Regions from separate parts of the Sus scrofa genome. Here region 1 is linked to region 2. Evidence: chromatin contacts called from public Hi-C data. All regions are on one chromosome and are shown on one strand. Each heading gives the region's core, a stretch centred on a gene start, on an enhancer-like site or on the middle of the called end of the contact. The rest is flanking DNA. Distances are from core to core; before and after follow the strand shown.

What was found. A called contact is a pair of places that touch in the nucleus more often than the background predicts.
Region 1: a Hi-C map of skeletal muscle shows a contact between it and region 2, with 2.6 times the contacts expected there. The contact joins two enhancer-like sites. A contact is called at or near these places in 3 of 47 Hi-C or Micro-C datasets (epiblast stem cells, heart right ventricle and skeletal muscle) and 1 of 2 datasets of contacts at active chromatin or transcription factors (skeletal muscle).

What each region holds. Positions count from the first base shown.
Region 1 is chr15:67,185,880-67,192,540 of Sscrofa11.1, forward strand. No RefSeq gene overlaps it. Among named protein-coding and RNA genes, the nearest start is that of ITGB6, 68 kb to the left of the region's middle. Within about 2 kb of position 4,557, at least 40 of the 83 cell types and tissues checked have an H3K27ac peak or open chromatin away from gene starts, as enhancers often do. A contact at or near this core is called in skeletal muscle, where this site is marked.
Region 2 is chr15:67,082,669-67,089,264 of Sscrofa11.1, forward strand. The region is part of intron 8 of ITGB6 (integrin subunit beta 6); the gene reads right to left. Among named protein-coding and RNA genes, the nearest start is that of ITGB6, 35 kb to the right of the region's middle. Within about 2 kb of position 1,568, at least 2 of the 83 cell types and tissues checked have an H3K27ac peak or open chromatin away from gene starts, as enhancers often do. A contact at or near this core is called in skeletal muscle, where this site is marked.

The DNA of each region.
Region 1 (6,661 bases), core at 3,307-5,806, 110 kb after region 2:
CTATTGGGTCCATGCTTGGCTCTCAAATAAATCAGAATAAACTTCTTTTTGTATTGAACTTGCAGCATTTATTTCAAAAAATATTTAAGAAATACATTTAAGTGCATAATCACTTTGAGGAAAAAGAGAAAGATGATATAAGGTAAACAAGATTCCATTGAGAAAGTGTGAGAAGTTTTGTGTTTATGATGGGCTACACAGAGCTGTCTTGACATCCCTGGAGTTCCCTATGCTTTATCCTCAGCTCTCAAGGGTCCTTTGATGAAAAAATAGAGAAGCATTATTAATTTTGAGAGTATTTGGATAGCTGCAGTATTAGGTAATGGAAAGCACCATGATCCTACTTTCCAGAGGAGTGGACAGCAGCCCAAACCAGGGGTCCAGTGACTCGCCTGTGAGCTGCTGTCCGGTGGAATGGAAAAAACTGGACAGGGCCTGAGGCATCACTTTGAAGTGCTCAGTCAACTGCAGATGACCTGGGGCTTGCCCTGCTTTTGCCTTTGAGGGGCTGAATGTGGAAGTGAAAAGAGCACCTGGAATGTTTGTACTGTTGCCTGAAAGATTTTTGTCCTTCAGAAGCAGAGCAAGGGGCTTGGTGAGAGGAATGAGGTATGCTATGCTGCATAAGAACATTTGAGAAGACTTAACGGAGAATGTCCACTAAGAGTCCACAGCCTTCCAGCAGTGGGTTAAGGATTGGGAGCCTTCACTGCAACAGCATGGGTCAAAAAAAGAAGAAAGAAAAAAAAAAGAGGCTAATAGCCTTCCAGAATCACTTTTATGAAGTGGTGCTTTGGTATACTGTCTTTAGCTTTCATTGAGGGGCCCTACCTGAAACTTCCTTGGGAAAGCGCAATCGTATTCACAGAGGAAGGTGGTGGAAGACATGACCCAGTGCTTCCTGCAGGAGTCACTATCTAATTGTGGTAAATCTGTCTTTTCGCAGAAGATCTGGTAGTCCTGACCCTAAGAGCCATAGATGTGTGTACTTTTCTCCCTTTTCACCTTGGCTGCCAGGAAACTCAAAATCAGTGATGTTCAACTATAAGGATGATGGAGGCCCTCTGGTTTGCAGAGCTACAGTCTGCGCTTTCCTGAGCTCTCTTCATTGTTAACCTCCCAAGCCCTGAATTTTACATTTGTGTTACTGTGTTTCCTGTAAGCTGCTTCAAATGTTTGTAAAAATAAAGGTTTGTAAAAAGAGACAGACAGAAGAATCATTGGGAAGAGTGACAGTTGAGAGAATAGTAAATGTTCTCTATAAAACTGAACTAAACATTAGGAAGAAAATCATGCATATAAACAAGAACAGACATTCCTTCAGTATTTCTTAAGAGAAAATAAGAGGCCAGGAGGCCAGGAATAATATTCATGGTCTTGGGCATATGTCAAAGCAATATGTGTAACAAAGTGTGTATGATGGGATTCCTGACTAGACGTCTGTGAAGAAAGAAATAAGTTCTCAGGAGTTCGCATTGTGGCTCAGAAGAAGCGAATCCGACTACTATCCATGAGGATGTGGGTTCAATCCCTGGCCTTGATCAGTGAGTCGGGGATCTGGTACTGCCATGAGCTGTGCTGTAGGTCGCAGACGTGACTCAGATCTGGTGTTGCTGGGGCTGTGGCATACGTAGGCCAGTAACTGTAGCTCTGATTCGACCTGCAGCCTGGGAACTTCCATATGCCACACATTTGGCCCTAAAAAGAAAAAAAAAAAGGAAAGTAGTGAGTTCCCAATGAAGGGGGCAGAAAACTACACAGGTTTGCAAAGTCCAAAATCTGCTGTGTGTGCAGATTTGACCCAGGGTAGGTAAAAGAAGGCAAAATCATGTGATTAGGAAAGTATCCTACATCCTGATTGATTACAATGAAACAAAACAGGACACACTTTCTTGTTACACTTCCCATTATTTTTAGAGCAGGAATAACAAAAGAAGTTAACTCCTTGGATACCGGCAAGGGCAGAGCTCCCAAAGGCTTCATTGTCTGCCTGACAATTTTATCTGTCGGAAGGCAGAAGAACTAGTGAGGAAAACAGCTGCTTTGGAGTGAATTCTTATCAGTAAAAAAGGAACTAATGCCGGGTAATGTGAAAATGACCAGACTCTCTGGAGAGGGTATGTACGTCGTCTTGGCCCCTCCCTGAACCTCCAAAGCTCTTTTCTTAGACCACATTTTTGTTACTTCTCCTTGAAGTACTGTCATTTATACACTGTCCCCCAACAAGAATGTCCCTTGGAGATGGGACCACATCATGTCATCTTTGTGTTTTCTGAAATCTGGTGCACTATCTTTTGAAAATAAAAAATTAATCCAATGTGCTGACCCGGAATATAGCAAGTTGTGTAACTTAAGGACGATTGGACATTTTAAAAACTTCTCGATCCTGATTATAAAATGCTTTCATTGTAGACAACTGGAAAAAGTTGGGAAAGTATAAATGAAAAAATTCAAACTTTCCATAATCCTTTCACCCACAACTAAACACTTTTAAGAACCTCCTCATCTCTTATACTTAAATATTGTTTTCATAATTATGAACATACTGTATCTACAGTGGGCCTAACAGTTTCTGTTCACCTTACATCCTGAGTATTGTTCATGCCATGGAAAATGACTTCATTTAAAAATAGCTACATAAGATTCCACTGCATGTGTTTATCATTGTGACAAAAAAAAAAAAAAAAAAAAAAAAAAAAAAAAAAAAAAAAAGAGAGAGAGAGAGAGAGAGGGAGGGAGAGAGGGAGAGAGAGAACATAGGGATTTTAACTGACTACAAGCTTTAGGAACTGAGAAGTCAAAAAGGAAACCACTTCATGGAAGGGTAGAGATGAGCAAGAGACAGGGGTTCTGGGTTTTATCCTGAGTTACCTGTGGTGTCTGTGGAGGGTGAGCTGATGAGGAACAGTTCAAGCTACAAGTAATGTTCAACCCAGAGATTTATGGAGCTGGCAGTTTCCCACATTTGAAGGATGATTGATTTGTGTCATTTTAAAAAAAGATTTAAAAAATAAATGGCCATGCAGTAAAAGAGACTTTTTGGGGTCTACATTTCTATGAATTTTAGCACATGTGTAGATTGGTATAACCACCACAATCAGCATTTAGAGTAGTTTCATCACTCCTCCTAAACTCCCCTGTACTATCCCTTTATAGGCACATCTTCCTGTCCCCTTGAACTCCTGGCAGTCACTGATAGGCTCTCTGTCACTGTGCTTTGTCTTTCCAACAACAGCAATGATCAACTTATCCCATGGCTTCTCAGTTGGCAGAACTAAGGCTGATAGTTAGAAATTACAAAATTTTGGAGTTCCCGTCGTGGCTCAGTGGTTAATGAATCTGACTAGGAACCATGGGGTTGTGTGTTTGATCCCTGGCCTTGCTCAGTGGGTTAGGGATCCAGAGTTGCTGTGAGCTGTGGTGTAGGTCACAGACGCAGCTCGGATCTGGCATTGCTGTGGCTCTGGTGTAGGCCGGCGGCTACATTTCCGATTGGACCCCTAGCCTGGCAACCTCCATACGCCATGGGTGCGGCCCTAGAAAAGGCAAAAAGACAAAAAAAAAAAAAAAAAAAAAAAAAAAAGAAATTACAAAATTGCAAATTTGACTCCTTAAACAAGTTTGAGAGCTGCTCTCCAAAGATACAGGTTGTCGAGAGAGGTGGGAAGTGCCCCATCACTGGAAGTATTCAAGCAGAGGAAGTGGCTTCAGGGATATTAGAGGGTAGGAATTACCCACAGTCTTGTTGATAATCCGTATCTTGTGTAAATGAGCAGTGGAATAACCTAGATCGAATCTCGGTCACATTAAAAAAAATAATAGCATTAAAGTTGGTATTTAATCCAAAGCCACCTGTTTTCAATTCTGAGCAGCCCAGAGACCTGCCAGCACGTTTTTGCAGCCTCAAGTCACAAGACTTCCTCCCCTGCCCCCTCCTTCCTTGAGCCTTAAAGGTCACATGTAGGAGTCCCCTGGTGACCAACTGGGTTAAGTATCCGACGTTGTCACTGCTGAAGTTCGGGTCCCTGCTGCAGCATGGGTTCGATGCCCGGCCCAGGAACTTCCACAGGCAGCATTTGCGGCCAAGAAAAAAAAAAAAAAGGTCATTTAAGTTACACTCCAATATGAGCAACAATGCTTTCATGAGGGAGCTGCCAGCATCGGGCAACGTGATTTTCTCTTTGTTAGTTCTTTCAATTAACCCCCAATTCAAGAACCCTGTAATCCCCGACGATGTGTGTCCTGTGTCCGGGGATCCTCAGTTTACATCAGCAGCGCCCCCTCCCAGGCCATCTCTGGTCTGGCGCTCGCAGCTGCAGGTGAAGAGCGACAAAATCTCCCTCTAGTGGCTCAAGTGAGAACACTCCCGAGCCCTGCAAAGACCCAAAGCGTTAGAAGCCAGGACGGACAAAGACTGAGCCACTCCGGGGCACTTCCACCGCGTTGAAATCCCATCGACTGGCCGAGTTCATCCACACGAAGGATGGGCGCAGGGCGTAGCCTCCCAGTCCCGTGGGCATCGCCGCGCCTACCAACGGCCACCTAGCTGGTGGCCCGGGTTGCCCGCGTTCTCAGCCGCCACGAGAGGTGCTGAGCTCATCTCATTGTTATTTGAGGGGAAGAACCTGCTGGGCTTTTCTTTAATCCTGAGGTCCGAGTTCTCTTCACTCCTCACCCACTTGCTATCTTCTGAAGCTTTTTGTGCATGGGGGGATGGGGGTGATGACGACAGGTCTGTGACTTTTACCCCAAGGCAGCTGGATATTTTCCCTTTTGGTTACTCTTGTGGAATGAGGATATCCACGTCAGATCTGAACATTTTTGAGCCCTCCCTCAGGCTGGGAGGTACTGCCTTTCTCCCAGTGAATTTTTAATCAGCTTTTATGGAATTTGAGAGAAGGTGGAATTCAGGTTCGTGGATTTACCCTATGCTACTGCCTGTGAAGGGTGAGAACCCTGGGCTCCCTGTCCACCCCTGCTATTCCTCATCCCTGCCTGTTCAGAGGAGAGGGAGCCTGCTTTCCTGCGAGCTGCTGCCAGCTTTCTCCCTCCCTTCCCAGGAAAGAATTCCTCCCAGATGCTCGGACCCAGGCCACCTCCGACCAAGAGGGAGTCCTGGCTCCTAACCACTGGAGGAGCCACAGCTTTTCAGTAAGGTGGCGTCAATCCCCAAATGCCCCACAGATCCTCTGTGAGGGACAGCTCTGTTTTAGCCATCAGCACTTGGTTGGCTCAGTCCTGCTGCAGATAGAAAAGGTGCTCTGAAAAAATGGTATCAGTTTGTGTAAAGACTGCCACTGGATGTCCCAGGACTCCAATGACATAAAACATCTTAAAATATGAGAACAAAAATAATGTTAACAAAACTTAAGGTGCCCAACGTATTTCTTTCCTGCCTCTTGGTTGGTGGTCATGGGCGAAAGAGCCTGGGAACAAGTGAGGCAGGGGCAGATCATGAGGCCACAAAGCTTACATTCTTAGCGGCCTGCGTGGATCTCAATGAGGCCATGCTTTGCTCCGGCCCCAACTCCTTTCTCTCTGAAGCTCTGGTTATCATCAGAGGACCCCGTTTCTTTTCTCAAAGAGCCAGTGGGCAGCAGGGCTCTCCCGGCTCTGGCAAGTCATGTACTCTAAACCCCAGGTATCTAATTCACATCGCCCATCGAGAGCCCTGGCAAGTCATGTACTCTAAACCCCAGGTATCTAATTCACATCGCCCATCGTCCACACTGTAGGGCAGGCATTGTAGAAATGGAGGCTATGAGTATTTTTCTTGCCCACTCCTTTCACCAGGAAAGAATCACTGGGCAGCAGAAACAGAATCTTGTAAGACGCTAAAACATTTCATTCACTTTGGGTAAAAGGAGTTAATCTCTTGTACTAAGAGCCTTCGCTAAAGCATGTCAGTGTGGAAGAGAGCTGCTGTTCCTCCCCATGAGTGTGGCGCTGGAGCCTCCTACTGGGGATGGCCAAATGAAGTCACTATAGGAGGCCTGGGTCAGCGAGGCACAGATAAGTTCCTCCTGAAATCCTAACCTGTGAGCCTGCTTACCAGAGATGGGACACTTTCTGCCCCCTTGCTGGGAAATGACAGTGCCACAGTTCAAAAGGTAGCAGCAATAAGGACAGAGGAAGGAGAGGGGTCTGGCTCACTGGTCCTTAAGAACAGACCAAAGATGGACTTTATTGAGAAGAAATATGGTGGCTGCCCCTGTACACGAACTGAAAGTAGTAAAAAGAAGGTCTGGGAAGGTTTTTCCAATTCTTTTAAAGGAAATATACCTTGGAGTTCCTGTCGTGGTGCAGCAGAAATGAATCTGACTAGGAACCATGAGGTTGCAGGTTCGATTCCTGGCCTCGCTCAGTGGGTTAAGGATCCGGTGTTGCCGTGAGCTGAGGTGTAGGTTGCAGACACAGCTCGGATCCTGCGTTGCTGTGGCTGTGGCTCCAATTAGACCCCTAGCCTGGGAACCTCCATGTGCCACAGGTGCAGCCCTAAAAGGCACACACACACACAAAATAAATACATAAAAAAATAAAGGACATGTACCTTGAGTACATATTGAATCTGACATAATTTTCAACTCACTTTGAAACCAATCCACTGAGGTGAAGGGAGAGATCAGAAATGAAATTAAATTCTGATATACATGTATTCTAA
Region 2 (6,596 bases), core at 318-2,817:
TTCCTACAGCATAATTATGATCCTGCATGTGGTATGACATTTGGCATTTGGCTCTGAGGACGAGAGGTTTAACATTCATCATGTTTGCTGATTGCCACTAGAGCCAGGGCATAAAGGAGCTGGCAGCTCATGGCAGTACCCAAGGATGATACTGATCATTGTAGAGAGAAAGACTATTAATTAATTTCTGGATGCTGATCCCCCCCCCCCCCCCCGCAAAAGCATTGCAAATAACTAACTAGGACCATGGACAATTTGGCTTCCTGATCTAACACTGTAAAAAAATTACACTTTAAATCTTGTAGTATTATGATTACTGTAAATATCATGTGTCAAATGCCTTTCTTTCACTAAAGCCCTAAAGTGCTATTATAAATTGTCCTGATTAAACATGTTTAATGTTAGAAAAAGGATGATTTTGCATGCCTGGATGTGATAAATTACAGCAATGTGACTGGAAATGAGCTCTTGGAAATTAGAAATGGTGAACTCTGAAAAGGCAACGTTGCATGAGCTGATTAGAAACGCAAACTCCTTTGCTTGGGCTTGAATTTCTTGGGCTTGAGTTCCCTGTTATCTGTCCATGGATTATCCTAATTATGGATTTTAGCCCTTTCTTCTCCACTCTGCCACCCAGGAGTTCCTGAGGTTGCTTTTCTCACTTGTGTTTGCAAGGTTGGCTTTATTTGCTAGTCTTCGCTTTCTTAACTTCCTTCATCAAGCCTTATTTTTTTGTTCATGCTGCTCCAACCTCAAAAAAAGTTTTCTTATTTGTCCCTCAGTTTACATTCGATCTCTGGAAATCTCCCATTTGTCAGGGTAGTGGATAAAAAATGGACAGGTGGTCCTTTAGCTGGGAAGGCCTCAAAGGCACTAGAGGAGTCTCTGAATTCACACCCACACACTCCAAGCTTCTCCCAGAGAGCTTCTCTAAGTTTGGGGCCTCTGGGTTTCTGGCTGCCAGAATCAGCCATCACTTGTGCGCTCCTGCTTGGCTAAGGGCAGAGGAACCACAGACACACATACCTGCCACACCAGGATGCTGGGGAGAGGCTGTGGATTGGTTTTCTCTTCAAAGAGATGCAGACTGAGGACCATGGCAGAACCAGGCTGCTTTGGGCGCTATCATGGCATTCTCAGCCATAGAGGGGACAGCTCCTAAGGGCACCTTCTTTCCTGCTTTGACTGAACTTCCTGTTGGGTTAACTCTTATCTTCAAGTTCAGGGCCTGGCTATTCTGGGATATGGTTTATTATTAGCTGTATTCTTGCTAGGCACTGTGACTGGGTTTTGGCTTCGGATGGTGGCTCTGCTGGAACTCCATGTCCTACTCTTGTGATATTTCTGCTATAGCCCCATGGGCTCCTCACCACCTCAGACTCATCAGCCACTGTTTTATACAGACCACGCTACTCATGTTCTTCATCAGAGGGTGGGAAGTCAGAAATCGACTTCGGTATATCTGATGGCAGCATTTTTTCTTTTCTTTTTTTTTTTTAGGGCTGCACCCGAGGCATATGGAGGTTCTCAGGCTAGAGGTCCAATCAAACTATAGTCGCCAGCCTACACCACAGCCACAGCAATGCCAGATCCCAGCCACATCTGTGACTTACACCATAGCTCACAACAACGCTGGATCCTTAACCCACTGAGTGAGGTCAGGGATAGAACCTGCATCCTCATGGATGCTAGTTGGGTTCACTTATCACTGAGCCATGTGGGAACTCCCCGCTAGTAGCGTTTTAACCAAAAATTTGTAAAAACCAAATGTTTATTTTTATTTTTTTGCTTTTTAGGGTCACACCTGAGGCATATGGAGGTTCCCAGGCTAGGGGTTGAACTGGTGCTACAGCTGCTGGTCTACACCACGGTCATGGCAACACGGATCCGAGCCGCATCTGAGACCTACGCCACAGTTCATGGCAACGCCAGATCCTTAACCCACTGAGGGAAGCCAGGATGGAACCCGAAACCTCATGGTTGCTCCTCAGATTCATTTCCGTTGTGCCATGATGGGAACTCCTAAAACCAAACGTTTACTGCTTCTCTTTAGGCTCTGTGCTTGCTTAACTCTTTCTGAGGAACCTCACTAATATGGAGGGATTTTATGCTCACTGTTTATTTTCAATATTGTAATATTAACCAAAATCACTTTAACTATGCTTATTACATTTTTTTTGCCAAAATACTTATATTAAAAGATTGGCTTGTATAGATAGAGAACCTACGATTATATATAATCAGTCCCCAAATATTTTCTCTAATCTTTCACAGTATTTGGGGGATCATTATCTTGTATCTCTTTGGTTTGTACAAACAGTATCTCCTGTTTGTACATTTTCTTACCCTCCTTCTCTCTCCCTCTTTCTCTCCCTCTCTCAACTTTACTGGCGTATACCACACATGCACAATGTACAAGGAGTAAGTATACAGTTCAAAGAATATTTAAAAAGTAAAAAAAAAAAGTAAGCAAATATAGCCACCACCAAAGTCGATAAATAGAACAAAATCGGCTCGTAGAATCCTGCCTTCTATTGCCTCCCAGTCATTACCCCTCCTCTAAAAGCCTACACATTATTTTGACTTTTATCACAATAGAAGCTGGGGAGAGATCTTTGTTGTGTCCCACAAAAATATCTTAAGTGGGACGCCAAAGCATTACCTATGATGGAAAAGACTGATAAATAAAATTAAGAATGTCTGTTCTGAAAAGATGCCTTTAAGAGAGTGAGAAGAAGCCACTGAGTGGGAGAAAATATCCATAATACACGCATCTGCATTGACACCATAATGTCCAAACTACACCTACACATCAGCAAGGAAAGATATCTCTTGATAAAATAATGACAAAACATGGTATTCCCATTGTAGCGCAGTAGAAATGAATCTAACTAGGAACCATGAAGTTTTGGGTTCCAGCCCTGGCCTCACTCAATGGGTTAAGGATCTGGCGTTGCCGTGAGCTGTGGTGTAGGTCACAGACGCCGCTTGGATCCTGCGTTGCTGTGGCTGTGGCAGAGGCCGGCAGCTGTAGCTCTGATTGGATCCCTGTCTAGGAAACTCCATAGGCCGAGGGTGTGGCCCTAAAAAACCAGAAAAAAAAAAAGGAAAAAAAAGGCAAAACTTAAGTGGCAAAAGAGTCTGTGAAAACAGTTCCAACATCATTAATCATATAAATTAAAACCATAATGAGACGGCAATGTGCGGCCCCCCTACAATGGCCACAATGGAAAAAACTAGCAATGCCCTCGTACACTTCCATCAGGAGTCTGGTACAACCACTTTGGAAAACTGACAGCAGCTACTGATGCTGTGCAGGAGCACACCCACCGCCCTAGCAGTCCCACCTGTAGGTACTTCCGAACAATAGACACAAACCCATAGTGTATGGCTGTTCTGAGACAGGCAAATGCAGAGAGACACTTGTTCTTGCTGCCGTCCAGAGATGATTCTCAGCAATTAAGATGTCAGCTAAATCAGAGAAAGTGCAGGTAGTTCTGAAATGCCCTCAGATCTTTCAAGTTGTTTCCACAAAAGGAACAATCATTTCCCACCTGGATTCCTCCTACCCTGGGATGGACCCACAGGAGGTGTACACTGGGCAAACTCCTCGGAACTCACGGCCAGCCTGCCTCCTTCTTTGTCTCTCTCCTTCCTCATGAGCTGGTCCCAGGACCAACCCCTTCAAGTCCTGCAGCACCCATTCAGGGATCCCCCCCCAAAAGGATGGAGAGGTCCTCACAAGCTCCTGACAGCCTCAAGCACCTCCTGGTTTTTGACACCCAAATATTCAGAAGCCCAGGGCTCCTGAGCATCTGCGGTTGAGGGACTCTGTGGGAGCCTCAGGGAGTGGTGGGAGTGCTGAGGAGGGGGGGTCACATCGCTTTTTGTCTCCTCGGTCCTGCTTGGCTCACTTGGTCTGGTGTGAGGAGCCCATACTGCAGACAGGGCTAAAAGGCACCAGCACTCACCTGACCCACTAACCACCTCAGTCTGGGAAAGAATAACTTGAGCAGACATTCCTCTCCAGCAGCATCACCTCTTCCATTCTCCCCAGAAGCTCTATTATCTAAGTACCGTTATTATCCACAGTAATATCCATTATCATGCCAAAATACTGAAGCCCAGAGAGTTTAAGTAAATTGCCTGAGGTCATCTAGCCAGGAAGTAATAGAGCCGGACCCACCTGCTATGCTCTGCCCTGGAGTTAGATCTCTTCGCCAGACCATTGATGGTAAGTGCCTGAAAATGGCCATCCTGGAGTTCCTGCGGTGGCTCAGCGGAAACAATCCTGACTAGTATCCATGAGGTTTCAGGTTCAATCCCTGGCCTCGTTCCGTGGGTTAAAGATCTGCTATTGCCGTGAGCTGTGGTGTAGGTCGCAGACACGGCTCCAACCCCTGTTGCTGTTACTGTGGCTGTGGTGTAGGCCAGAAGCTGTAGTTCTAGTTCAACCCCTAGCCTGGGAACTTCCATATGCCAAGGGAGTGGCCCTAAAAAGAAAAGAAAAGAAAAGTGGCCATCCTGGTGATGTCATTGGTGAGCCAGAGAGAGGTTAATGAGTAAGCCCAGGTTAACCAGATGTATTCACTTCCTAGGGATGCTTCCTAGGGTGACTTAGAACCACAAACTGAGTGGCTTACAGCAGCAGAAATTTCTTGTCTCAGAGTTTTTGAAATCCGAAGGCAAGGTGTTTCACGCTCCCTCTGAAACCAGCAGGGGAGAATCTGCATTTGCCTCTTTCCACTGTGAACCGGAGATGGGCACTTGCCATCTGCCTCTACGGAGGTTGAACCATGAGCCACTGCAGCTGCCGACCCGCAACACCCCCTGAAAGGAGCTCAGGGTGGGGATCAGGAGAGAGGCCCTCTGTGCTCTGGGCAAAACTGACAGGACAGGTCTTTACATAGTTAGATATTTTTAGGAGAACATTTTATAAGCCTCATATCTGGAAAAGCACTAAAATCCTTCATGGTGATGACTGCTCCTTGTGAATAACAGTAACCTTCACGAGACTAGCAGTCACCTTCTGCAAAATGTGTGCCTGGTTGCCTGTACTTTCTCTCTTCACCCAAATCACACATACACTGACACGCACCCCGACCTCTTTGGAGCAGTATTTCAGAGCTATCTGAAATGTGTATTTTTGTTGTTGTCGTTTCAGTTGATACTAGCTTCTGATGGTTTGCTGGTAGTCATGGCTTTCTTTGGCTTGTGGATTCAGTCTCTGGCTCCGTCATCACGTGGTGCTCTCCTTGCTGTGTCTCTGACTTTGTGTCTCTTCTAAAAACACCAGTCATATTAGATTAAGGGTCTACCCTGCTCAAGTATGACCTCATTGTAAACTAATCACATCTGCAAAGGCCTATTTCCAAACAAGATCATTCTGCAGTATTAGGTGTTTACTAGGACTTTAATAGCTAATATGGGGGTGGGGGTGGGGGTGGACATAATTCAACGCATAAGATTCTGCTAGGGTTCTTTTGATTTCTTTAACCTTTAAAAATTTAGGCCTTTGTTTCAGCTGGAGAAGTGAGTACCTTGCCCATTCACAGAGCTAATGAGTGGCAGAAACAGGTCTTGACTTTAAAGCCAAGGCTCCCTCCACTCTATCTGCTCTCTCTGTGCAAGTGTCCATGGCCCTCAAGGAGGGTCTCATTAGAAGCTAAGATGGGAGTTTCCACCGTGGTGCAGTGGGTTAAGAATCAGACTGCAGTGGCTTAGGTCACTGCAGAGTCACGGGTTTGATCCTTAGCCAGGGGCTGTGGGTTAAAGGATCAGGTGTTGCCACAGCTGTGGCTCAGATTCAATCCTTGGCCTAGAAGCTTCCATATGCCAAGGGTTCCGCCATTAAAAAAAAAAAAAAAAAAAAAAAAAAGTTAAGGTCATAACGCCTGGTATTTATATACAGGGGCTTAGAGATTATAGAATACTTTCCTACACAAAGTAAAAAGAAAAGAAGAAAAATGGTTGTGGCTGTAATCACTTTTACATTGAAAGACATCTTGAAAGAAACGTAGGAAGTTGTAAAACCAAAAAATGGCAAAAACCATTTTTTCCCTGGGGGAACTGAATTGCATTATTTATCTGGTTAAAGGAAAACAGCTCTTTGCAGGCAAAGGCTCGCTTTTATCAGGCAGTTTGCTTCTTCCAGAGCTGGGGGCCGGCTGGGTTTGCAGAAATAAGTCCTTCTGCAGGCAATCAGAAAGCTTTCTTCCCCGTGAGGTCTTTCATTCTTGTGAGGTTTTATTCCACTTGTTCTCACGTTCATTATAGGTAAATGCAGGGCTCCCAGTATTATGCAAAAGTTTACCCCCAGGCTCCACTGAGTTTCTAAGACACCCAAGATTCCAAAAAGAATATGCAATTGTTTCTGGCACGAGGTAAGCGTGCATGTCTGTCTCCGGGTTGCGTGATAGCTGCTTTGCCTTCAGGCTTTTAATTGTCAGCGTTCCACAGTCAGGCGGGCAGCGATGGGAGTGTGCTAATTAGATCAGGTGCTTGATCTTGAAGTCTGCACCGGCAATGACGAGGTAGCTGGCTTCAGAACTTTGGAGCACTCCCTGTCTTCCTCCCAGTCTGCCCTGGAATGTAAT